Regions from separate parts of the Sus scrofa genome. Here regions 1 and 3 are each linked to region 2. A link is a contact called in public Hi-C data. All regions are on one chromosome and are shown on one strand. Each heading gives the region's core, a stretch centred on a gene start, on an enhancer-like site or on the middle of the called end of the contact. The rest is flanking DNA. Distances are from core to core; before and after follow the strand shown.

The links. Hi-C and Micro-C count contacts between places; a contact is called where the count stands out from the background.
Region 1: a Hi-C map of brain shows a contact between it and region 2, with 6 times the contacts expected there. The contact joins the enhancer-like site here to the promoter of TUBA1A in region 2. A contact is called at or near these places in 8 of 47 Hi-C or Micro-C datasets (brain, embryonic fibroblasts, fetal skeletal muscle and 3 more) and 2 of 2 datasets of contacts at active chromatin or transcription factors (alveolar macrophages and skeletal muscle).
Region 3: a Hi-C map of epiblast stem cells shows a contact between it and region 2, with 2.1 times the contacts expected there. The contact joins the promoter of LMBR1L here to the promoter of TUBA1A in region 2. A contact is called at or near these places in 3 of 47 Hi-C or Micro-C datasets (epiblast stem cells, heart right ventricle and skeletal muscle) and 2 of 2 datasets of contacts at active chromatin or transcription factors (alveolar macrophages and skeletal muscle).

Annotation. Positions count from the first base shown.
Region 1 is chr5:15,235,319-15,239,263 of Sscrofa11.1, reverse strand. It overlaps LOC100127131 (tubulin alpha-1C chain), which reads right to left. Exons shown (of 6, transcript XM_013988248.2): 3 at 1,169-1,311. Among named protein-coding and RNA genes, the nearest start is that of PRPH, 46 kb to the left of the region's middle. Within about 2 kb of position 1,708, at least 51 of the 83 cell types and tissues checked have an H3K27ac peak or open chromatin away from gene starts, as enhancers often do. A contact at or near this core is called in alveolar macrophages, brain, fetal skeletal muscle and 3 more, where this site is marked.
Region 2 is chr5:15,188,044-15,191,818 of Sscrofa11.1, reverse strand. It overlaps TUBA1A (tubulin alpha 1a), which reads left to right and starts at 1,608. Exons shown (of 4, transcript NM_001315710.1): 1 at 1,608-1,743. The coding sequence starts at 1,741. The region is part of intron 1 of LOC100127131 (tubulin alpha-1C chain); the gene reads right to left.
Region 3 is chr5:15,136,267-15,140,221 of Sscrofa11.1, reverse strand. It overlaps LMBR1L (protein LMBR1L), which reads left to right and starts at 2,597. Exons shown (of 16, transcript XM_021091595.1): 1 at 2,597-3,955.

The DNA of each region.
Region 1 (3,945 bases), core at 459-2,958, 47 kb before region 2:
ATTCAAATAAGATAAAATTCTGCTTACTTCCAGTGCCCCAAGCATTTTCAGACTATGGCATTTAACAAAGTTTCCAGTAATGGTGAATTGAGATTTGTGCTCAAGTATGTATATAAATGGGTTTGCAAATGGGTTTAGACTTTTGTGTGGAAAGGGCCCGAAGTCTCCTAAATAGAAAAATCATCAAGTAAATCAGAACTGACTTAAGAGTTTGGAAAATGATAGCAGGGCTTACTGACCTTATATCACACCATGGCCAAAACCACATTTTTAATACCTCCCTACTCCCAGGTTAATTTTATTTCTGTCACCCTCTTCATCCTTTAAAATTCCTTCCATTCAGCAAAATCAGTTCCATTCAAGAGAACAAATACATTGTGACTTCTGTTCCTGATACTTCCCTGTGTGCCTTGATGGAAAATAGAGTTTTAGTTTTCAGCATTGCACCTGCAAACTGTACAGATGTAATGAAATGAGTTAAACCTCCTCTTCCAAAGCTCCAGGTTTTCCTATGAGAACACCCCTATAACATATGCCAGTTCATTTAGGCTGGAGGGCTCCTCAAAACTGAGGCCATTTTTTTTGCGGGGGGGGGGGGATCTTTTTGCCTTTTCTAGGGCCGCTCCTGCGGCATATGGAGGTTCCCAGGCTAGGGGTCTAATCAGAGCTATAGCCACTGGCCTACGCCAGAGCCACAGCAATGTGGGATCCGAGCCACCTCTGCAAGCTACACCACAGCTCACAGCAATGCCATATCCTTAACCCACTGAGGAAGGCCAGGGATTGAACCCTCAATCTCATGGTTCCTAGTCCAATTCATTAACCACTGAGCCATGACAGGAACTCCTGAGGCCATTTCTTGTAGCGGGTCAAGTTAGTTTCTTCTATTTTTTTTTTTTTTTGGCACAGGGAGGTTCCCAGGCTAGGGACCAATTGGAACTGTAGCCGCCGGCCTACTCCACAGCCACAGCAATGCCAGATCCAAGCTGCGACTTCGACCTACACCACAGCTCAAAGCAACGCTGGATCCTTAACCCACTGAGCAAGGCCAGGGAGCGATCCTGCATCCTCATGGATCCCAGTCAGATTCGTTTCCGCTGCGCCACAAAGGGAACTCCAAAAGTTAGTCTCTTTTTAGATAAGTCAACTGCACGTGAATGCTACCTACCTTGGTGGCAGGCCTTCCTTGGGCAGAAGGCCAGACCTTCACCTGCAACCTTCCCCAGCAAGGTCTTGCAGTGTCGCGCCACTTCCAGCAGATGGCGCCGCAGCTGAATTTTCGCGGCCTGTTCTCTAAATCTGCGGAAGAGTCTGAATAAACAGGAAGAGGAGTTTGCTTTTTTGTTTTTTAAGCATTCCATTTTTCAACATATATTGCCTTCTCTGTTAGCTCAGGGGCTCTTTTTATTTGACTAAGTTGAAATGCATTTGAGATATTGTAAAAAAAATCAGTGATTACGCAATCCCAAATACATTTTATTTGATTTTAAGAATTTCCGCTCTTTCAAAGGACTCAAGAAGCAAGCTTTCAAGTAGCATAAATTGTCACAAGAGCACAATGGTTCAAAGATGTTAGTAGACAGTGCTGGGTAAAGAAAGGCGGCCTCAAAAAAAAAAAAAAAAAACAAGCAAGGCGTGGCAGGGGGAGTAGCCTCGCGGGGCCGCAGCGGAAGTGACCTTGGAGGCGGGCGGGGCGGCGGTCGCGGGCGCCCTGGAAACAGGGCCGCCTGCTGGTGAAACGGGGGAAAGCTCGGACCTCGCCAGAGGCTGCGGCTTCGCTCCCCACACCACTTAGTCCCAACAGACATTCTGAACACGTTTGCACTCAAGATGCACGTTACGCCCCCTCCCCAACAAAACTGAAAGTAATGGGCACAACCAGACCAGTCTTTCTGTGGAGAAAAGAAACTTTAGAGGCCTCTTGTGGTTTGGGATACAATGTTTCAAAGTGCTTTTCTGTTGCTAATGTTTCCTAAAGCTAAAGATTGGCTTTGAATTTTATGGTATAATTATTATTTAAAGCAATCATAAAGGAGTGAAAAATATAACCTGATGGAGCTCTTTTTCATTAGCCCATCCTGCTTTAAGTTACTGACAAAAGAGTAAAAGAGGTAACCAGCAGCAAACCGGAAAAAACGGGCAGAGGGTTGAATTTCAAGGTGGTTGTGCTTATCATTTCTCATTACAGCCCCTCATTTTTATTCCAGGGCTGTTGCAGTTCCATTTCTAGAGTCCCTCCTCCTCTCCCCACTTCCTTTTTCTCTTCACTCATTTGACAGGAGCCTCCGCAATCATCTGCCTAGAATACGTCATCGTCATCCACTGGGAGAGAATTGTGGTACCACCTTTCTCCCCCTATGGCTGAAGCCCACAGAAAGAGGATGACGGTTGCGCTTCAGCTCTTGAGCCAGCGCGATTGCTGGAATCGTAACCTGCAAGATGATGCCAAAGCGCAGCTTCCCCCTTTTTATGCTGCATAGAGCTTTATGTTGCCCTTCATTAAGCTGATGCTTTCTCCTACAGAGCCCTGTCCTTCACGATGCCCAAATGATGCACTAATAACCTTCTCATCCCTTCCACTTGCAGATATTCAGTGCATTAAGTGTAAGAATTGCACATCTTTTTTTTTTTTTTTTTTTCTAGTAAGGGAGTGAAGGCCCATAGGTGGACAGTTTCATTAGACCAGTCATGCTGTTTATCAGGTTCCTGTTCTCTGATATGCAAAGCCCCATCTCCCATCAAGGTATATAGTTGCAGGCATTAATTACAGGCTCTGGTTCAAAGCAGACCCTCTCTTTTTGAGCAGTAGTGCCAGAAATTAGGAACCCAACTGGAACAGAAGCTTCCTGAGTATCCTGGAGAAGGAAAGTTGGGCCTGAGTCCTGTACATAACCACTGCAGACTTCACAATCTGGATCCTACCACATGAACACTGAGAGCTCAGTGTTTGGAGGACAAAGAGGAGTAATGGATATATAGTAACTTAGTCAACAGGGACAGGATCCAAGACATGCCTGACATTTATTTATCTGCAGAGAAACAGAAATAAGGAGGGGAATATCTCTCTAAGTGTTACTCCTCCTTCGGGGAGAGGACACATGAACAGGGCAGCTGATAACATTAATATTGTGCAGGCAAGCACACATCTCCACACATCCCCAGGACTGCTGAACCAAGTGTTATTCAACTAATCAGCAGGGCCACAGCTTTGAGCCTCTCCTGCTGCAGTGCTCAGAGGGAGTAGGCTCAGACAAAGCCAAGTGGCTTCTCTGAGGGGGAGGGTGCCTACTTTCTCTTTGTTCCTCCTTGGAAACTGAGCTCTCTCTGAAGTCTCATATACCAGCTGCGTTCACCTCTTGGAGGAGGGTAAAATAAGTTAATTCCCAATAAATATTGGACAGCATATTTTTGGAGCCCTGAACACTGACTGTAAAATGCAAGGTCAAACTCTTTTTAGAATTCTAACAGGCTGTAGGTTTTATCCTGGGTTTCTAGGCAAAAAGTTCAGAAAGGTGCCTCTATCAAATAAAAACTAAAGGGTCACCTTCAGAAAGGGGGAGTAGAGACAGTGTTTTGAATCCTACTTAACCTAATAATAGATGTCCTGTGCCTTACTCTTAAGAATCTCTTCCTCACAGACACATGATTTAATGATCAAATTCCTTTGTCTATTAAGAAATCTCTTCAGCTGTGGAAAGGCTTTCTGAGAAATCACACCTTTTTATACTATAGGTGATTTTTTTCTCATAAGAATTATATAACATAGTTCCTTTAAAGGTAAAAGCATTCAAAATTGTCTATTCCTGACTTAACTGTGGAATTAAGACAAAGGGTGTTTGTTCTTGTATCAGGAATAGGCCTGCCACTCCCCAAGCACTCACAGCATCTGTTCCCTCGACTGATTTTTAAACCAAAAGTCACACATGGCTTCTGTGCTTGACAGCT
Region 2 (3,775 bases), core at 359-2,858:
TACAATTATTTGTTGTGTCAGGATTCATTTTTTCCTAGAGAACATTACTGCGGCTTATTTGAACAAGTAAAGCAGAGCTATGGCTGGCAGGCTAGAGAAATCCGTGGCCACCATTGTCACACCATAACCTGCACCAGCTGTCTCAAGTCCCTCCCTCCCACGCCCAGCTCTGCCTGCCAGCCCAGCAGGAATGAATGGGCTCTGCAGAGCACTATAAATGGTGCTGCAGACCCTGAAAATCTGTTGCTAAAAAACGAAAGGAAAAATTATCTGCCAAAATATAAATTTTCAACTTCAGTGGCCATAACAAATCTTTTTACTTCTGAAACTTCATTAGCTATGTCAAATGGTACCCGGTCCAGAATTATATTCTGCATAGCACGTCCTTAATGATAATGGAACCTTTCTAAATAGCAAAAGAATGTTACTGCAATCCATTTCCTAGGGGTAAAAGCAAAGTCTTTTGTCCCAAGAGGCAACTGAGCAACCACCAGAAGTCCAGTTGGATAGCAACAGTATTAGGCTGGTTACAGTTCCCACAGTTAGAAATACAATCTTAGAGTGATAAAATTTACCAAATTCACATACGAACCACATAAAAAAGAAACACAGTTATTGAGCTAATATCTACACAGTTGTCTGTGGAAGGAGACGGTATTACAAAATGGTCTTTTTTACATTATACAGCTCTCCTCCTTTTTAATTTGGTGTCTCAGTAACTTTTCTCTTTTCAGAAGACAGAATAATATAACTACATGCACAGGTAGTACTAGCTTCTGAACTCAATTATTTCTCCTTGTATTTTCTCAGTTATATATTAGGAAAGATGATTCATTTTAAGGAACATTATACTACATAAAATATATTACATAGACTTCTGATAAAAGAATATTTCTAAAAGACTAAATATGGTATGTTCATTAGATTTTAATTATCTTCATGTTAGAACTACTTGTGTGCCTCCATATTTAGTATGGTTATTCTTTCCATTTCTGCTTTTGTTTAGCTATTTGGGGGAGAGGTGTAAAGGAAGGTCAGAAAATAAATTACTTGAACCTGAGAAATCATTTTGGATGGCTCTATTATTGAATTCTTTTAAAATTAAAAAAAATCACATTTTCCTAAGCCATTTTAAGCATCATCCTATCTTCTCTTCTAATTTATTCTTAAAGCAATTAGAGATGTTGAATCCTCACCAAATGTAGTTCAGTATACTTTGAGAGAGGTTCTGGGAGTAATTTTGCATTAAATATTTCATCTCAACACAAATTCTGCGATTAAATGTTGTTTAAAATAAACCTCTTAAATTGGTCATTTTAACTGTAGTTTGAGGTTTAGACAATATAAAATCATCCAACTCCTATTCTTTCTCTCCTCCCCCACCCCTTCGCAACCCCACCCCATAATGGATGCTCGCTGACTGTTTTTGCACGGTCTCTTTGTCTGAAGGATGCAAACAGTCTATGGATGCTAGGGAAAAAGGGGTGGGGGAGAGATTACCTCATCCCATGTCTCCTGCACCAATCACCACTCTCCTGCCGTGGCTTCTCTGGGCAGATTGAGGGGTCTGGACCAACAGGAAAAGGCCCCTGCCCATCCCCATGGTGACCGAGTTGTATATAGGGAGCTGCGTCCGCCCATGTGCCGCAGGTTCTCTTACATCGACCGCTTAAGAGTCGCGCTGTAAGAAGCAACAACCTCTCTTCTCCGCCATCTGCTCGGCGCCGCAAAACAGCAACTATGGTAAGAATGTTTTCTCTGGCTCTTTGTGACCGTTGGGTGGGGTCAGCCTCTAAGGATCTACTTGGAAATTCTTAAGCCCTATTTCCTTTACAACTTGTTAGATAAGGATAGCTTTTGGCTTTGTTCGCAAGGTTTAGCTTTGTCTGCTCCAAATCCTTGAGCCCGGCCGCGGCCGAAGCCGCAGTGCGGGTTCAGGAGTCCAGCCAGAATTGCGTCCAGGGCACAGCAGAACGAACAAAGGCGGCGCAGAGGGAGTTTTTGTTATCCGAGCCCTTCCGAGCCTCAAGCAGCCCATCTGCCGGTGATGAAAGGGTCTGGGACAGGGAAGGCGATCTTGGCGTCGCCCGCTCAGCCCTCCTTGTGTGAGCACGGTATTCGTATGCTTAGGAGGGGCCCTTCCTCGCGTTGTTCTCCAGGGGCAGGGAGAGGAGGCGTCGAACCAAAAGACTGGGATCGGTGGGTGTAGCTGGAAAGAAGAGGGGAGAGAAGGACAGGGACAAAGCAGAGCCTCCGGTTAGTGTTAAAAGATCCCTCGCCAGTTCGTCTGCGTTTTAGAAAGATACCCGTATATTAACGGGGAAAATGGTTAGTTTCTGTTGGATCTGGTGGCGGCCGGCGTCAAGGCGGCGCAGGGGCGGAGTTGTTTGTTTCTTGCTTCTCTGGCCTTGGAGCCCCTGGGCGGGGTTCGCCCTCGCTAAGCCTCCTCAGTCAGAAGACTTTTAATAAGCCTTTCATCATTGCAGAGCCGTACGCGTTAAAAGATTTTTTTCATTCACTGTTAAAACTTAAATATTTTTTTTTCTGGAGGAACCAAACCACAATTCACTTGACAGGCCCTTTAACGTTTGGTATGGGGCCGCCCGGTCCTAACTCCTATGTGTCTGTCTCCCGTTCATCGAGGGAGAAAGCAGATTTTGCGAGCCAGGGTGCCCCCAATGCTGAGGACCCAGGGAAACGCCCTTCCCGGCCACCACCCCTACCCCCCCTTTTGTCAGTGAATAGACAATGGAGAGACAAAGGAAGTTGTAGCCTTGAAGGCCATAGGGAAGACACTTCCTATTGAATGTAATGACTACTCTGTGATAGAGAATCTCAGACTGAAAATGTTTTGTTATTTTAAACACGTATTTCATTATCCTTTCATTGGGCGTTTATTCTGTGGTAGCTTCACATGTACTATTTCTAATTTAAGAACTGTACTATTTCTAATTTAAGAACTGTTGTTTTTAAGATATTAATGATTTTTTTCAGTTTTTTGCAGTGGAGAAGATTCTGGAAAAAAAAATTTTTTAAGTAGTGAAAATGTTGCAAAGAAGATCTATACTCTTGTCCAGCTGTCTTTTGTTCTGGTGCATCTTCATTAATTCATTTCAGTTTAGCCATATGGTCCCAGACTGGGTCAGAGGAGGAAAACTGGCAGAATAGCACAATGAGATCATGTAGGCAATTGCTGGAAATAGAGCTTGCTCTGTTAAATAATGTAGCAGACAGTACAGGCTGGCACCAGGCACAGCAAAAGCAGCAATGCAGCAATGCAATGCAGGAGGCAGGCAGTCCTTATTTAGCTTCTAAACAGCTAGAAATGATGGATTCTGCAGAGAGACTGCAAAAGGGTGTGGCTTCTAGCCTCAGCTGCAGTACAGATGTCCATCTTGGAATACCAAGTCCTATTTAGAAGAAACTCTCATCTTTAAAGGGGAAGGAGGCAGTAATATTGATTCCAATTAATTAGTGATTGAGTTTACTTCATTTTACAAAATCTGTGCTTTGAATATTTTTTAAATATGAAAAAACTTCTATTCAAGAATGGCTGTTGGAACAATGGGCTTGCACCATGTGCTAAACAGTGCAACATTATTATTATTCAGACCACACCCATCTGCAGCATTGGTAGCAGGTGCTTTTCTATAATCATTTCTATTGTTTTATGAATATGACCTGAAATAAATTTGAAGAATATTTATTACTAGAAAGTTTTAGAAATATACTGAAAATTGAAAATGCTAGTACAGCCTAATTTTACAATTTTTCT
Region 3 (3,955 bases), core at 1,348-3,847, 53 kb after region 2:
CTTGAAGACATTGAAATTTACCCTCCACAGTCAAAGTGGCCCCTTTCCTATGAAGAATAGGTAACTAATCTCCTGGGTAGATCAGGTCCACAAACATTGTTTTGAGTGTTTACTGTGGGAACTGCACTGGGTTAAGAACTGGAGTTGGAATGAAAGGGGTGAATTAGAAGCCAAATACAGATTTCCAGCCCTCTAAGGAGAGGGGAAAGGAGAAAGGGCATAAATTGAGGTAAAGTTAAACAATACCAAAAATTTAAATAACAACTCGAGGTTATGAATGTTCCGCCAAGGCAGTGTGTATATATCTAATTGGTCACTAAATTATACAACCGAATGTTCTTTTGGGAGTTTAGAGAAGGTGGAAATCCCTTTAAGAAAACATGGAAGAAAAGATATTTGGGGAGTTCCTGTGAGACTCAGCAGTAATGAACCCGACTAGTATCCATGAGGATTTGAGTTCAATCCCTAGCCTTGCTCAGTGGGTTGAGGATCTGGTGTTGCCATGAACTGTGGGGTAAGTTGCAGATGTGGCATGGATCTGGTGTGGCTGTGGCTGTGGTGTAGGCTGGCTACAGCTCTGATTTGACCCCTAGCCAGGAAACCTCCATATGCTGTGGGTGCAGTCTTAAAAAAGAACAACAACAACAACAAAAAGAGAGAGAGATAGAGAAAAGATATTTGGGTTGAGCCTTGGGAAGTAGACAGGATTTGGACAAAGGGAGATTTGGTAAGCCTAAAAAGAGATTGTGTAGTATCTTTGCACAGAGTTCTAAGTGTTAATTCAGTAAATAGAGAAACTTGCACCAGTGGTAAACATAGGCAATAGAAAGAAAGTTATTGTGCTTCCAATGGATTGTAAACAAGGACTCAAGGACTTGTGCAAATAAACTGGACTGCTGCTGGACTCAAAACTACTTTCTCAAGGGAAGTCTTCCAGACTGTTTCTCTCAGTTTTGAGCTCAAGCTTGTCTTATACGATGCAGGTCTGTGTTCATTTGTTTCTTGATATTGTGCCTCTTAAATTTTATTTCAGTTGTACATTCTGCAGATAATTCGCTAAGCAGAATCTTTGTTAGCCAATTGTTAAAAGAATCAGATATAATTGCCTGTGACGTGGACAGTGTCACAGCCCTTTGTAAACTGTAAAAGACTGTGAATATTATAGATTTGGAAGCAATCTTAAGGGTCTTCTAGTTTTGTAAATGAGATAAAGTATAGCCCAGGATGATAGTGCTAGAAACAGAACCTAGCTTTTTTTTTTTTTTTTTTTTTTTTCATTTTTAGGGACACACCCTGCGGCTTACAGAAGTTCCCAGGCTAAGGGTTATCTTCTTCTTCTTCTTCTTCTTTTTTTTTTGCTTTTTAAGGCCACAACCGCAGCATATGGAGGTTCCTAGGCTAGGAGTCCAGTTGGAACTACAGCTGCTGGCCTATGCCACAGCCACATCAACACAGGATCCGAGCTGCGTCTGCGACCTACACCACAGCTCACAGCAATGCCAAATCCTTAACCCACTGAGTGAGGCCAGGGATCAAACCCGCAACCTCATGGTTCCAGGTCAGATTCGGTTGTAAGAGAAAACAGCAAGTGCAGAACCCCAGGGAAGGAAAGAGCTTGGCAGGGTCCACCAGGAATTTACCAAAGCTCAGGGTGAAGATGGTGCCAAGTTGAAGCAGTAAAGAGGAGCTAGCTCACAGGTCCCAAACTCAAATGCCAAGCTGGGCTGACAATGCAAATAGAAGAACTGGTGAGGTATTAAGTGTTCACCCAAGTGACAGAGGCTGTGGGAGGCTGGAGCACATCCTGCCCAGTCTCCAGAGCCAGAGGTCCTTGTTGTCCAGATCTTCTGAGTTTTTGTTTGTTTGTTTTCTTTCTTTTTTGGCCACCCCATAGCATATGGAGTTCCTGGGCCAGGGATCAGATCTGAGCTGCAGTTGTAACCTATGACAATGCAGCTGTGGTAACACAGGATCCTTGAACCCACTGTGCTGAGCTGGGGACAGAACCTGTATCCTGGCACTATGGAGACTCTGCCAATCCCATGTGCCACAGCAGGAACTCCCAGATCGTCTATTTCTTCCATTTAACACACTGAAATGTGAATGTTTAAGGTGTCATCTCCTGATTTCTTTTTTTTTTAACTGCTGCACTGAACTTATGGAAGTTCCTGACTGGGAACTGCAACTGGGGCCTATGCCACAGCCATGGCAACACTGGATTCTTAACCCATTGAGCAAGGCCAGGGATTGAACCTCCATCCTCATAGAGACAATGTCGGGTCTTTAACCCACTGAGCCACAATGGGAACTCCCATCTCCTGATTTTTTTTTTAATCATAATTATTTTTTGGCTGCACCCCCCCTATGTCACAGTAACATCAGATCCAAGCTGTGTCTGCCACCTACCACATTTCACAGCAACGCCAGATCCTTAATCCACTGATCGATGCCGGGAATAGAACCTGCAACCTCATGGTTCCTAGTTGGATTCGTTTCCACGGCACCATGATGGGAAATCCCCCTCCTGATTTTTAAATATTTGCTCATCCTTGTTAAAAATTCAGTGAGCCAAACAAAACACAGCACATTTGACACAGCCAAGAGGCCAACATTTTATTACCCCTGAGGGCTTTGTAGGCTTACTTTAAGGCAGGTGAATTTTTTTTTTTTTTTTTTTTGTCTTTTTAGGACCACACTGGCTAGGGATTCAATCAGGGCTGTAGCCGCTGGCCTACACCGGAGCCACAGCAACTTGGGATCCAGGCTGAATCTGCAACCCACTACCACAGCTCACGGCAATGCTGGATCCCCAACCCACTGAGCAAGTCCAGGGATTGAACCGAGTCCTCGTGGATGCTAGTCGGGTTCGTTAACTGCTGAGACACGAAGGGAACTCCAAGGCAGGTGAATTTTAAGTGTAAATGGATTGCTTTAGAGGGGTTTTGAGCTGAGACAGATCAAATATATGTGTGTTTTAACAAGATCATTTAAAGTACTTTGAGTTCCTGTTGTGGCTCAGCAGAAACGAATTTGACTAGCATCCACGAGAACGCAGGTTTGATCCCTGGACTCAATCAGTGGGTTAAGGATCTGGCTTGCAGATGGCTTGCAGATGAGGCTCAGATCCCACATTCTTGTGGCTCTGGCGTAGGCCAGCTAAAGGGAAATCAGCTCTTCAGGTCCTCTCATTATCTTGCTACTATCAAAGACAAAGATATATACACACAAATACGTATATATATATACGCATACGTTTTTTTGTTTTGTTTTGCTTTGTTTTTTGCTGTGGTGTATGGCCACTTGATGTGGGATCTCATTCCCAGACCAGGGATTGAACTCAGGCCATAGCAGTGCAGCAGTGAATGTACCAAGTCTCAACCACCAGGCCACCAGGGAATTCCAAAGTTTATGCTTTTTATTTCCCAAGGTTCTACTGCAAATCACTGGGGAAAGAGAAAAGAGATAAAAGTAACTTGCCCAGCAGAAGTTACAAGAGCACAGAATTCAGTTGTTAATTCTGCCCCTGACTCTTGCTCAGATAGTAACGAGACTAACTAGCCTAGGCCTTTAGAATTGCACTCTTAGGAGTTCCCGTTGTGGCTCAGTGGTTAAGGAATCTGACTAGGAACCATGAGGTTGTGTGTTCGATCCCTGGCCTTGCTCCGTGGGTTAAGGATCTGGTGTTGCCATGAGCTATGGTGTAGGTTGCCGACTCGGCTTGGAAACCGCATTGCAGTGGCTCTGATGTAGGCCAGCGGCTACAGCTCTGATTAGACCCCTAGCCTGGGAACCTCCATATGTCACGGGAGCGGCCCAAGAAATGGCAAAAAAGACCAAAAAAATAAAATAATAAAATAAAATAAATTACCATTACTGTATTTCCCTGCAGGAAAAATTGCACTCTTATTCTTCAGTGGGGAGCGTTGTGAACTTAGTCCTTCTTTTGTGTTTCCAT